Regions from separate parts of the Anser cygnoides genome. Here region 1 is linked to region 2. The links are chromatin contacts, called in public Hi-C maps. All regions are on one chromosome and are shown on one strand. Each heading gives the region's core, a stretch centred on a gene start, on an enhancer-like site or on the middle of the called end of the contact. The rest is flanking DNA. Distances are from core to core; before and after follow the strand shown.

Region 1 (3,419 bases), core at 145-2,644, 320 kb before region 2:
GGTAGTGATTACAGCTAATTGCAGAAGAGCTGCCATAAAGTTTGGATCCGCATTGTCTGCTTATCTAAGTCAAAGCTTAGAATTGTCACTGGGAAACAGCAGACTGTCATTACATAACCTTGGAGCCTATTTTGGAGGGAAATTGTTGCACCATCTAGTGCACATTTTGTCCTTACAGGAACTGTGAGAGTTTGGGTCATCCGAGCAGACTTTGAACTCTTCTTCTACTGTTTACACTGAGCTGGCAATCAAGCAAAAACCCTGTGGGAGAAAGTCTACTTTTACCACCTGGGGACCTCTCCAGCTGGCAGGAGATGAGAGAAAGGAGTGCAGGGCTCCTGGTGCCAAGAGAAACCTGGAGTCTCAAATCTCTTGTGTACCAACACAGTGGGTCACAGTAAAACCAGCAGCTATTGACAACTACAAAAGCAACCTCTGGTACACAGTTAACAGCCTGCCCAAGCTCTTTCAAAAGAAACACGTGGCACTAATCTGGGGAATTATCCCGAAGCACACAGTGGTGAGCAAACTAGCGGGTCAGAACCGTGCGCTGTCACCTCCCGCTACCTTATTTCTGAGGAACGTGCTACAATGCCTCAGGCAAAGCAAAGCCGGACCTTGGTTCTCCTACTTGAGATTGAACACCCAGCATGCAGGAAGGTTTGCTTATTAACGTCTCTGTGCAGCGAGGCTTTCCCTTGAGAACTCCTTATCTCCGTGGCAATCTAGAACCACGCACACAATAGAAAGGCTGCTTAAGTTTTATCTACAGGCAGCGTTTGGAACAGCTTCCCTAGGCTTACACGCATCGCAGACCTGCTAGCAGAAACTTGCGGCTACTGTAAAGATAAAAAGCATCTTTCTAAGCAGCAAAAGCAGTCGCAGCATACATAGGACAGCGAAACAGCAGCTCCCACTCCCCTATGACCCCCCCGGGCCACCCCGCCGGGCTCGGGGCAGGGATCCGCGGAGCAGCACGCCTACGCCCGCTGTGTTTACCCGATCCCCGAGGCGCCGCTTTACCTCACCGCGGGGCATCTTCACAGCCCCCAGGCCGGAGCTGACCCCCCAGAGGGCTGCACCCCGCTGAGCCGGGCGGCACCACCCAGGGCAGCGCCTGCGGGGCCGCGCAGACACCTCGGGGGGGGGGGGGGGGCCGCGCACGCAAACCCGCGGGGCTCCGAGGGACCGAGCTGCGCGTGGGGCAGCCCCAGAGCGGAACGAGCCGGCCCCTTCCCCGGCGCCCCGCTCACCTCACGGCCGGGCTGGGCGCTGCGCACCGCGCGCGGCCCCATCCCGCGGCGCTTTAAGCCGGGCCGGCGGCGGCGGCGGTCACGTGGTGCCCGGCGCCTTCCCTTACCCAACATGGCGCCGCGGCTTCACCTCGCTCCCCTCCCTCCCTGCCTAACCTTACCGCGCCGTGAGCCGCCGCGGCGGGGGTCACGTGGGAGAGGTGGGGGTGGGCGCGGGCGGTGCCGGGAGAGGGGCGGTGGCGGCGCAAGATGGCGGGGTGCGGCGCGGGGCTGTGCTGCTGCTGCTGCCCGCGGTGCTGCGGCGAGCGGGAGAGCCGCACCCCTGAGGAGCTGGTACGGCCGCTGCCCCTGCCCCGCGGGGCTCCCCGCCTCAGTCTCTGGCGCCGCAGCCCCCGCTGTCCCGGTCCCCCAAAGCACCGTTGTTGGCCTCAGCTCCCGCTGGGCCTGGCAGCGCAGCCCCTGCTCCCAGCACCTCAGGCGGTGCTGCGCCTCCTGCCCGCCTCGGGGCTCGTCCTGCCCGGCTCAGCACCGCTCCTGCTGGGGGAGCGGGGTGCGGGGGCAGCGCCCAGCTGCCCGGAGCGGGGTAACGCTGCCTGTGCAAGTCTCTTGTCCTGTGCCCCTGTGACTTGATGTGAAGGAAGGGGGGACGTGGGCTTGGCACGCTGCTTTACCTCCACGCAGCGGCCCTTCACAACATAGTAACGTAATATATTCGTGCTGAAGGGCAAGCTTTAAGGTAAGGCCCGATATATAGTCACCCCAAAGTAAGCGGTGATCTGGTAAATCACACCCAAGCTTTACAACCATCAGTGGGCGAAGCCTTCCCTGATTTTAGCTTTGCTACCAGTGTTTGTGAGCGCCAGTGTATGCATTCATTTCCCTGATGTTTTTTCATTCCCATGTTCTTTGTTTTGTAGACAATCCTAGGAGAAACTCATGAAGAGGAAGATGAGATCCTTCCACGCAAAGACTATGAGGTGGGAAGTTAACTGATACCAGCTTGTGAAACTGACGTGGCAAGAACTGCAGACAGGTTTTGATCTGTTTGAATTTACAATGGGGTAGGCACTTAACTTGCATCACTGTAGCTAGGTTGTATTGGTACCAACAGAAATACCAGGAGCTGTTCTGCTTGCAAACACCTGTTGCTTATCATTTGATGGTGGTGTTTGTAGATTAATGCCCAGTGCTCTGAGTTTGCTGCCCAAGTCAGACTCTATTGAGAAAATGGATTTTCTGAATCTGTTACGTTGTTCCCCCATTTTAACATGAGTTTACAGGCTCTTGTGGTCCTATGTCATTGTGACCGTGAAAAAACATCTGTAACTAGTTGGTCACTGTTGCTTTACTGCTGTCTGTGGTGTCATGCTGGCTCAAAGCAGATCTTATCTATCACATACTGATTCTTACAGGAGACTTTTAATTTTAATGTGTCTGTATGGTGGCCCTGAGCTGTTCAGAGCAGTTGCTCTCAGCATGGGTGTCACCAAGTTGTTGCTGTTTGTTTTAACACCAACCTGTTACCCTTTGGCTTGAAAAGGGGAAGCTGATGTGGGTAGAAGCTAACGGTACTTCGTGCCTACAATGGGGCAACTATTACTTTTAATTTTCTCCTGTGATAAGGTTAAGAACCGGTGCTGCCTGTCTGGAAAGGAACTCATTTCTAGCGTTCATGCTGTAGTGAAGGATTAGATTTCATGTTATCCCCTGCACTGTCAAATTGGACACGCTTGAAGTCTAAATCTGTACATTGTGACTTTAACTTAAAGTTGTATTAATCACTGGTTTAGTTCTTTCTCGTCTTTGGCAGTGAATTTTGGTCTGTTCTTTCACTTCCCAATTCTCCGAGTCAGCCTCTACTGGAAATATTTAAATGAAGTTGTTTACGGAAGTTCTTCTCCTACAATTGTTTGCCAAACCTTCTGTGGGGTTGTAATGGCTTCTGTAATCTTTAACAAGGCCTTCTGCCCATAGCATTTTGCCCAGTCTGTAGCAGATGATTCTCTTACGTTGCCCTTTTGGCATTCTTCCAGAGCTTGGATTATGATCGCTGTATCAATGACCCGTACCTGGAAGTTTTGGAGAGCATGGACAACAAGGTAAGATTTTTTTTTTTTTTCTTTCGGTAGCTTGAGAGCTAAAGCTGTAGAAATACCTTCCACTACG
Region 2 (3,656 bases), core at 141-2,640:
AAATTGCTGGGGTCCAAAGGTCAGTCAACTTGTTTGTTCTGTCTCCAAGAATTTGTAAATCTCAACATGATGTTTAAACACAAGCATATACAAACATCAAAGTTCAATGCTGACATATTTTACGCCTCAAAGTTGTACACCAGAACAGCTCCATATAGAAACCACATATAGAAAACTTTAGTGCATGTATAAGGAAATGACAAAACCCTATCCTCAACTAAATGCATATTCTTCTTTAAATATTCCCCCATTCTGCATTTTTCTTCTGCTTTATTCTGTATTTGCTTCTATTCATCCTCTCTCACGTGCTGTAGTATTTATGCAGCTGTCTAATTTCACATGATTCCTCCATTCCATTACCCCTAAATGGGGGTAAAGAGGAAACTTGAAAACTCAAATCTTGCCTCAGGGCATTTTTTATTTTATTTTATTTTAATTATTCCCGAATGATTCACGCATAGGGGGACACCTGTAGTTATGAAAGCACAGCATTTCAAGGTGAATGGCAGTTCCTGAGCTAGAGAATGGGCACACCAGCTACACTGACATTTCTAGGCTGCAGCGCAGACAGACCGTTCTCCCAGCCCCTCTCCTTTCCCAAAGGAAACGGGCGAACAAACTCCCAGCTCACGCTCACGCTGTGCTTTTCTTCCTTGCTGGGCCAGCATTCACCTTACCTTTGAACAGCTCGGGGCTGGCAGAAAGCAAAACACAAGGGACTTCAGAAACCACTTTGCACGTGGCAAAGCATTAGGGTGAAGCTGAACTCTCCTCCCCCCGTTCCCCAAAGCGGGCACCCCCCCGGGGCGGGCAGCAGGGCCCTCCCCGTGCCCCCCTCCGGCCGACGCGCCCGGGGGACGGCAGGCTGCAGGGGGGGGTACCCCGCGCGGGGGCCCCCTTCTCACCTTCACGTTTTCTTAGCCGAGGTGCGGCGAGCCAGGATGCAGAGGAGGAGGAGTGGGCAACTTCCGAAACGCGAGGCTCGGCACCGGCTCGGCAGCGCTACACCCAGCGCCCCCCTTCTCCCCTCTCTGTCCGTTTGAACGCGATCCCGGCAGGCCCACCCCGAGGTGGGGGCACGGGCTGCAGCCCCCGGGCCGGAGGCTCCCCAGCAGAGCAGCAGGTGGCCGCTTCCTTCCCCCATCCCCTCCGGGTGGATGCTCACCTTCCTGGCTCCTCGCCTCGCGAACTCCCTGGCCAGGTGGCGGCCGATGCCCCGGCCCCCGCCGGTGATGAGCACGCTCTCCCCGGACAGGTCCCGGAGCTTGGGCGGCAGCACCGCGCACACGGCAGCTTTCACCACCAAATAAACCATCTGCACGGGGAACAGCAGCAAAGCGCCCAGCCATTTCCAAATCATCCTCTTCTTCCAGGCAAGCCAGGAAGGCAAAATTCTCTTCCAACCCTTCACAGAACCAAGTTAAGAGAGAAAGAAAACCACTACCCTTCATGCACCCCCGGATGGGCGACAAGTCTTCAGCCCCCTTCCGAAACGTGGGGGGCAACGGATTCTTGGACTGGAAAAATCCTTCTCTTCCCCTAAAAAATCGGGGTAGGAGCAGAACAGCGCAGAAGACCAAGTCACTCCCCTGCTTCTTGATCGATGTCCTTTGGGATTGTCACATGCAGGTAGAACGGTTTCCTCGCTGTATAACTGGGAGACAGCTTTTTTCTTTTTTTTTTTTAATTAAAGAGAGAGAAAAAAAAAAGTAAAATTAAAAGTAACCATACATCCCTCCGTTTCAAAGACTGTCACAAAAATCCAGTATCCAAGTGGAAGGTTTTATACTTGGAAAAATAAAATAAAGCAGCCTATGTCTCCAAATTTCAGCCTGCAGTGCCTTCCAGGCAGCTCATTTCTATTCTTAGACTCAGGAAATTGCTTAAATAAGACAGAATTGCCAGGACTTTCTTTTTAAGAAAGGGTCTATTCAGGGTAAGGTTGTTGTTTTTGTTTTAATATCTATAAATATCTCCAGACGTCCTGTCCTGAGCCGGCTGCAGAGGGTGAGCTGATAACCGCCTCTCTCTGCCCCCTCTCCCGGGTTTCGCACTCGGAGGCTCCGTGACCACAGAGCAGGAATTATGCCGTGCACTATTTCAGCTCTGGCTCTTACTCATTTCTCCCTATTGCTCTCTCTGCCTATCACAGCCGCCGCGCCGGGGAGGTTTTATACCCCATTAAGCCTGATTGACAGTTAAAGTGTCGGGGAGATTTCACTACTGTTCCTGTGAGTGGCTGGCTTTGCTCTCCCCTCCCCCAGCGCGGTCTCGGAGCCGCCGCACGGCGCCCGCAGCCGGGACGGCCGCGCCGCAGCCGGCGGGCAGGGGCTGGGGCCGGGCCGGCTGCGGGCTGGGGCTGGGGTCGGGGCCGGCTGCCGGTCGGGACGGCTGTGGGTCGGGGTTGGGGTCGGGGTGGCTGCGGGACGGGGCTGGTTGAGGCCGGGGCTGGGGTCGGGGCCGGCCGCGGCCGCAGCGCGCGCCCGCCTCTGACAGGAACCTCCTCTGTTCCTCCCTGACAGGAACGCGGCAGAGGAGGGTGCTGGGGTTTGACGTGAGCCCAGGAGGGGGGGAAAAAAAAAAGTGCCAGGAGCGGTCAGGGTTAAGGCTGAGTTCAAAGGAGCCATCTGTGCCTTGCGAGCTCCGGGAGAGAACTGCTTGCCCAGGTTAAGTTGGTGTTGATGGGAAAAGTTATTGCAGCCCTAGAGTGCTGGGCTCACTCCAGCCTAGGCTGATAATCATCAACATCTATTACCACTGAACCAGCGTGTCTACGGACAGCATGACAACTCATGGATTTTCCAAACTGGAAGATGCTTACGTTGCTGAAAACTGGTGATTGGTACCTTCAGTAGCGGGGCAATGAAAAAAGCAGGCTCCGACCGAAGCAGGGAGACGTGCTTTCTCACATCAAAGGGTGTTTTTCTGCTCTCCTTTTCCAGGACTTTTGTCCAGATATGAGGGCATAATTGCAACACAAGGTCTCCATAGCACTTCGAAACTATGTTGTAACAGGAGAAAGGGCAAAGCGTGTTGCAACCAGGTCCCCCGACTCGTTTGTTTGCACTGTTAGGCATTAGGTAGGTAGGTAAGTTATATATTTAGCTGTCCTGCTTAAACTTTTCTCGGGAGGATCTAAGTGCGCATTTGAACTGAGAGCTGCTCACTCCACAGTTACTGGTTGTGGCAGCAATCAGAAATAGTCTGAAATGTCAAGTTGTCAGGATGTCAGAAGATGCTCAAATATGTCAAACCTCACATTGTTGTCTTCTCAGTCGTGCTAGGAAGAGCTTTGCTTTTATGACTGAATATGTTACTAAGAAGGTGCCCAAATGAATCCAATCCCAAGTTACTTCAGGAGGTCTGAATATATATCCACTATCCTGGGAAGCCATCTAGTGGTAAAAACTAGAATTACTGAAGAATGACAATTGAAAGATTCTCAAACTTTGAATTCATCTGTAATTTGCTAAAGGACCATTGCAACGGAAGTGTGCGAGTCTAAACATCTCTATATAGGCAGCAAAGTTATATTATACGACCAAGAGATGAGAGTTAGGAAGCTAAATCCCTTTGAAAATAAATTCTTTTTCTGCTTCAGAATCAAACATTTTTGAAATGGTCATAGTTCAAAGTGGCCATGTAACAGAGTGTTC

The links. Hi-C and Micro-C count contacts between places; a contact is called where the count stands out from the background.
Region 1: a contact with region 2 is called in a Hi-C map of liver, with 17 times the contacts expected there. The contact joins the promoter of MTHFR here to the promoter of DHRS3 in region 2. A contact is called at or near these places in 2 of 7 Hi-C or Micro-C datasets (both in liver).

What each region holds. Positions count from the first base shown.
Region 1 is chr23:3,112,071-3,115,489 of Taihu_goose_T2T_genome, reverse strand. MTHFR (methylenetetrahydrofolate reductase) reads right to left here and starts at 1,394. Exons shown (of 12, transcript XM_048067707.2): 1 at 1,254-1,394. CLCN6 (chloride voltage-gated channel 6) reads left to right here and starts at 1,447. Exons shown (of 23, transcript XM_066982273.1): 1 at 1,447-1,586; 2 at 2,171-2,230; 3 at 3,287-3,352. The coding sequence starts at 1,503.
Region 2 is chr23:2,789,513-2,793,168 of Taihu_goose_T2T_genome, reverse strand. DHRS3 (dehydrogenase/reductase 3) reads right to left here and starts at 1,390. Exons shown (of 11, transcript XR_010826411.1): 1 at 1,166-1,390.